2 separate regions of the Callithrix jacchus genome follow, and region 1 is linked to region 2. The links are chromatin contacts, called in public Hi-C maps. All regions are on one chromosome and are shown on one strand. The core of a region is the stretch at or near the end of the contact, and the rest is flanking DNA. Distances in the headings are between cores, read along the strand shown. Region 1 holds the start of ADAM12 (ADAM metallopeptidase domain 12). Region 2 overlaps FANK1 (fibronectin type III and ankyrin repeat domains 1).

The links. Hi-C and Micro-C count contacts between places; a contact is called where the count stands out from the background.
Region 1: a Hi-C map of induced pluripotent stem cells shows a contact between it and region 2, with 2.3 times the contacts expected there. The contact joins the promoter of ADAM12 here to the enhancer-like site in region 2. A contact is called at or near these places in 3 of 3 Hi-C or Micro-C datasets (induced pluripotent stem cells and skeletal muscle).

The regions. Positions count from the first base shown.
Region 1 is chr12:119,710,395-119,713,094 of calJac240_pri, forward strand. It overlaps ADAM12 (ADAM metallopeptidase domain 12), which reads right to left and starts at 1,351. Exons shown (of 24, transcript XM_054243454.2): 1 at 938-1,351. The coding sequence starts at 1,025.
Region 2 is chr12:119,311,169-119,313,868 of calJac240_pri, forward strand. The region is part of intron 3 of FANK1 (fibronectin type III and ankyrin repeat domains 1); the gene reads left to right. Among named protein-coding and RNA genes, the nearest start is that of DHX32, 110 kb to the left of the region's middle. Within about 2 kb of position 1,348, at least 2 of the 16 cell types and tissues checked have an H3K27ac peak or open chromatin away from gene starts, as enhancers often do.

The DNA of each region.
Region 1 (2,700 bases), core at 101-2,600, 400 kb after region 2:
AGAATCATAGAAATTTAGAGCTTGGGGCCAAGGCGAGTGGTTCATCGGTGGACCGACAGCGCCCCAGGCGGCAGAAAGAAGGCGGCGGCGGTGACGGGGGAAGCTCCCGGATATTTAAAAAGGCACCTGCTGGGTGAGTCCTCACTGTGCAAATGGGATCCACAGGTGCCCTGTTTTAAGAGGATACAACTCGGGAAAATCTAAGCCTGCAAAACAACCATAAGACCCTCATATTAAACTCCTAAATAAGTTCTCGCTTTACACCAAGTTGATGTGGGTGGTAATTTACGGCAGAGAAACTGAGTGGAGGGAGGAGGGAGAACTCGGCTAAAGTTTGCCCGCGACTGATAGGGAGTGACATGGAAATCAGGAATAGCGGAGTAGGGGTGGGTAGAAAACTAAAGAAGTAGCGAAGAGAGTCGGTTCATGAAAATTGAGCCCGCGGTGGAGCGCAGCAGGCACACCTGCGGAGGAGGAGGCTGCCTCACCTGCCGGGCCGCTGCGCGCCCACCCCAAGTGTGTAAGCGGGGAAGGCGGGGGCTGGCCCGGAGCCTGTGGTGGGGGTATCACTGTGGGACAGGGCCAGCAAGAGGACCCGACACGCATCGTCCCGAGAGACACGTGTAATTGTCAAGAAACAGAGACAACTGCAAATGTCACCCAGGAGGGTGTGGACGGGGGAGCGGTCCCGAGGCTGTGCCCGCCGAGGCAGGCACTGGTCCCTGTGGGGCTGCGGACCAAGTGTCCCCTTCCCCGGGGAACTGGTACCTGGGAGGGGGTCGGTCTCGCCGCGCTGGAAGCGCGAGCCCGGGGGACTCCGGAATTGCGCCCTGGCGCGCCGCCCCTCAGGGCAGCCCCGGACCTCGGCGTGCCGGGGCGCAGCGTGTGTGTCCCCGGCGGGGCGGGCAGAGCCAGCCGCCCGGGCTCCGTGACTTACCTCGGGCCTCGCGGGGAGCTAGCAGAGCCCCGGCCAGGGCGAGCAGGAGGGCGCGGGCGGGGGGCGCGGGCGGCGGGCGCGCTGCCATCGTCGCCGGCCTTCTGTGCAGCAGCTCTCGAGCCCGGCAGCGAGCGCTGCAGCATCCCACGCGGGCGCCGAGCCGGGGCCGGGCGTCGCGACCGGAGGGATTTCCTGCCGCGGCGAGTCAGCTCCGGAGCCCTCGCACAGCGCCCGCGCCGCCGTTGAGCTCGTCTAGCCTTTCATTTTTAAAAAAGTTTGCCCCCGTGTGTGCGTGCGCGCGCGCGCGCCGTTCTGGCACAAGCCAGCCTTGACCGTTGCAATAAATGAGCAAACTGTCCGAGTTGGCCCGGGGACGAGGAGGAGCGTTAGTGAGAGGAGGCCGGACTGTGGAATGGATCTGCGGCCAGCAGTCACCGTTCTCATTACCACGGAACAAATTATGTCTCCCCCGCACCCCCGCCCGTCGGCGGCGTCCCGCGGGTCCTAGAGACCGCTCGGGTCCCCCCGCCAGGGTCCCGCCCCGAGCCGCGGCTCGCTCAGCCCCGGGGGTGGGCGGCTTGGGTCAGGGCGCCTCCCTGGCCGCGCGCGCCGGCGGCATAGACGTGGCTCGGTGGCAGCCGGGCGCCCGGAGCGCACACGTCCCCGCCCCAGGATGATGTGGCCGCGGGGCCCGGGGCGCCCGGCTGCCAAGAGCACACGCGGCGGCACCGTCCAGCTTTCCAGTCTGAAGCTGGAAACGATGACTCGGCTGCTCGCTCCCTGGCTAGCCGGGAACCCTCGAGTCGGGTCTCCACAGCGGCCCACAGCCCGGCGCGCGCCCCTCGTCCGGCCCTAGGCGCCCAACGGGGCATCTCGCGCCCCGGAAACAAGCCTGGACTCAGGCACAAAGCACCTGGGCATTCCTTTTAATCTACAGTGTCAGGCTTCACGTTGATAGATGGGCTCATGTTTCCTTTCCAGGACCTGGACCCAGAAAAGGGAGTACAGTGTCGTTTCCCGAACTTTCCTGATTGTAAGAAGCACCTGGGTTGGCTTGCTAAAAACATCCCGGGCGCCCTCCTACGCTTTCGGAATGAGACTCTCCAGGCTCTGGGGCCAGGGGAGCCAGGGTGTTTGGAGAAACACAAAGCAAAGAATGGTGGGCCTTGCCTTCTCATCCAGTTCCAGGCTGACCTCACCTCTTCAGCCTGGCTCGGCCACCAAAAGCAACAACCAGGGGGTCGCACAGACAAAAATGGCTGCAGCTATGGAGGATGGCTGATGCCCACCTTCCGGGCGACCATGATTCCCAACCTTGGGGACTTATTAGAATAAAGACAGTGCCACCCCCAGTAACCAGTTAACACAATTTCCTACAATGCGTGGAGCTCAATAGTTTCCAAAGCCTCAGGTGATTCTACTGTCCTGCTCAGACCTAGAACCGCCTGCAGAAATTCCGTCCTAGTCCTGCGAGCTCTCACCGGTTCCCAACTGAGCACTCACTCCTACGAGGCCGTTACCCAGGCTTTGAGGAAGCTGCCTTCCATACCACGTCTTCCTACTGCAGAGGAGCTTTTCTCAGGATTTCTCTCCCACCACCAGTTTCGCAGTGTTCCCAAAGACCGGGTGGAACCTCCTAACACGGTGCAGGACTTTTTAAAAATTTTAGGTTTTAAACCTTAGTGGGAAGCACAGGCTCCCCCGCCCTTCCCAGTGCTGCTGTATCTGGAAACCAGGCCTGGTTCAAGCCCTGGGTCGTATCT
Region 2 (2,700 bases), core at 98-2,597:
GAGTCTACCTGAACCTTCCAGGTGAAGGTGAATGTGGTTGTTCCGCAGCCTTCCATGGTTGGCTTCAGGTGGCCTCTAGCATCCTCTTAATAGCACATCAAAGCCAGGGCACGGGCTTCTGGACCTCCTGGCCTGAGTTTACATGGGGTTGATGTACCATTTGGAGTTCTTTTAGGAAGGGCTATGTATTAGTGTGTTCTCATGCTGCTAATAAAGACATACCCAAGACTGGGTAATTTATAAAGGAAAGAAATTTAATGGACTCACAGTTCTACATGGCTGGGGAGGCCTCACAACTGTGGTGGAAGGCAAAGGAGGAGGAAAGGCAGGTCTTACATGGCGGCAGGCAAGAGAGAGCACGTGCAGTGGAAATTCCCTTCATAATACCATCAGATCTTATGAGACTTATTCACTATCAGGAGAACAGCATGGGAAAGACCCACCCCTATGATCCAATTACCTCCCACCAGGTCCCTTCCATGACATGACACATGGGAATGATGGGAGCTACAATTCAAGATGAGATTTGGGTGGGGACACAGCCAAACTAGATCAGGCTGTGCCTGTGGGCCGGGTGTGCCTTCTCCTCACTGAGCTGGCTCCAGAGGCAGCCATGGAGAGCTGGTGCAGGGTGTTTGTCTTTATGGCCCCATGGCTTCCATGAGTGATTAGATGAGACCTGCAGGGATGAGTGTGAGGTGGTGACCAGGGGTGTGTGTGTGGGGGAGGGGGGGGGAAGTGATCCTGGCCATTTCATTGCCAGATAATAGCATCACTGCCTGCAGCCAGGAAGCCTTCTCAGCCTCAAGGGGGCTGTACTAGGTGGTGAGGATCAGGTTTCCTCCTCCTCCTGGCTGGGGCAGGCTGCTGCCTCTGTGGGCTGGCTGCCGTTCCCTTAAGCTATTGTTATATATTTATAATATCCAAAGCAGATTCTCCTAAGGAGGCAGATCATACTAAACAAAGAATTAAAATTGTGCACATGATACAGAGCAAGAGCAAATGCTTCGTGTGGTGATAATTTGCATTCAGTTTCAGAGTGTTTTAATGAATCACAGAGGCATGCACTTTGTTTGAATAAAAAATGCACAGCCTTTTTTTTTTCCCCAGGTAAAGTACACGGGATTCTTGCTTAAATGAGGCATACAGTTTTAATCAGTTGGGCCCTTATAAAGAAAGAAAAACAGCTGCTACTTGTTAATTGGCAAATATCTTCTCCAATGAGCTCCTGATTTATTCACTGCTTTTAATAAAGACTTAAAATTCCACCAAGAAAGGGGTTATCACCACATTATACTATCTGCTGGTACATCTGCAGCTAAATGACCCTCTTAGAGAACATGAGTGACGGCTTCCTCAAGCCCACTCTGCCCTGCTCTGCCCTTCTCCTCACCGGTGTCCCTGTTCACCTGGCCCTGACTGGTGAGTTCTATCTGGCTTACATGGGCATGGGCTGACATCCTCACCATGGGCAGAATCAGTTTGATGTTTCTAATTGTGACACTCAGGGTAAACACTAGAAAAACAAACCCACAAAGCAACAGCCAGCCTTTTAAAAATATTCAATTACACTTACTGATAGCATTCCCTTGGGCCAGGCCCACAAAGTCGTGAAGGATTCAGGGGTGGGAGGAATGGAACATTCTGTTCACCCTGGAATTTCCTCTCTGTTCTGCAGGACTCCTGCTGATAGTGGGAGTAGAAGGAATTGCTGTGCACTGCAAACAAGGGTCTTTTCATTTCTTTTCTGTTTCTTTATCAAATTCATGTAAACGGAGATGTTTCAGTGTCTCTGTTGCTTCACACAGGTTCCAGTGTAATCCTCAGTCCCTCCTTTCCCTCCTGGTAGTAGCGGATGGTTAACTCTGAGAAAGAGCTCTCACACCCCAGAAATGAACCACGGTTACTGCTCAGCAAGCAAGGACTGATGAACAATTAAGTCATTCCCCTCTCTTCTGTGAGGTGTCCCTTTGTTCTTAAACTGTGAAGTGCTCATTACCTCTTGTGGAAGCTGGAATTGACATGACATTGATTATATCCCAATGCCAAAAGCCCTGGTCTTTGCTATAAATGGTCCTCAAGCTTATAAGCATGCAGTGAACTTGTTTCATTTTCCAACCATTGCATGCTGCAGATCTTCCTGGCTAGGATGCGCTAAATCTTCCAGAAAGTGCTAACTGCTTGAGATGTTGGGTTCTAAGTACACACCCCCAACCACCTCTCTACCCTGATCCCCCACCCGCACTGGGAGAGCCTGGCCGCTCAGGTAAGATTGAGGCTGTGGAGTAGAGGGGGTCAGGGAAGAGAGGTGGTTGGGGGTGTGTCCTTAGAACTAGCATCTCAAGCAGTTAGCACTTTCTGGAATATTTTTAGGTATCCCCTTTCTTTTAACACTTTGGGGGAGAGGATCACATTTACATGAGATATTCATCTGTATTCAAAATTTAATAAGCATGGAGACATACAGTGAATTGGTTGATACTGCAGCATTTACTAAATACTAAAGGGAAGGAGTGAGCCTCATGAAAGACTTGGCCTTGGCTCTAATCCTGCCCTCTCCTAACTGGGCAACCTTGGACAACTCAGCCCTTCTAACTCTTGGTTTTGTGGTTTGGAGGAGAATTTTAAAAGCATGGTGTAAAATCCTACATACAGCCTAACTCACAGGATTTGATTGAGAATACCACACGTTGTGTGACT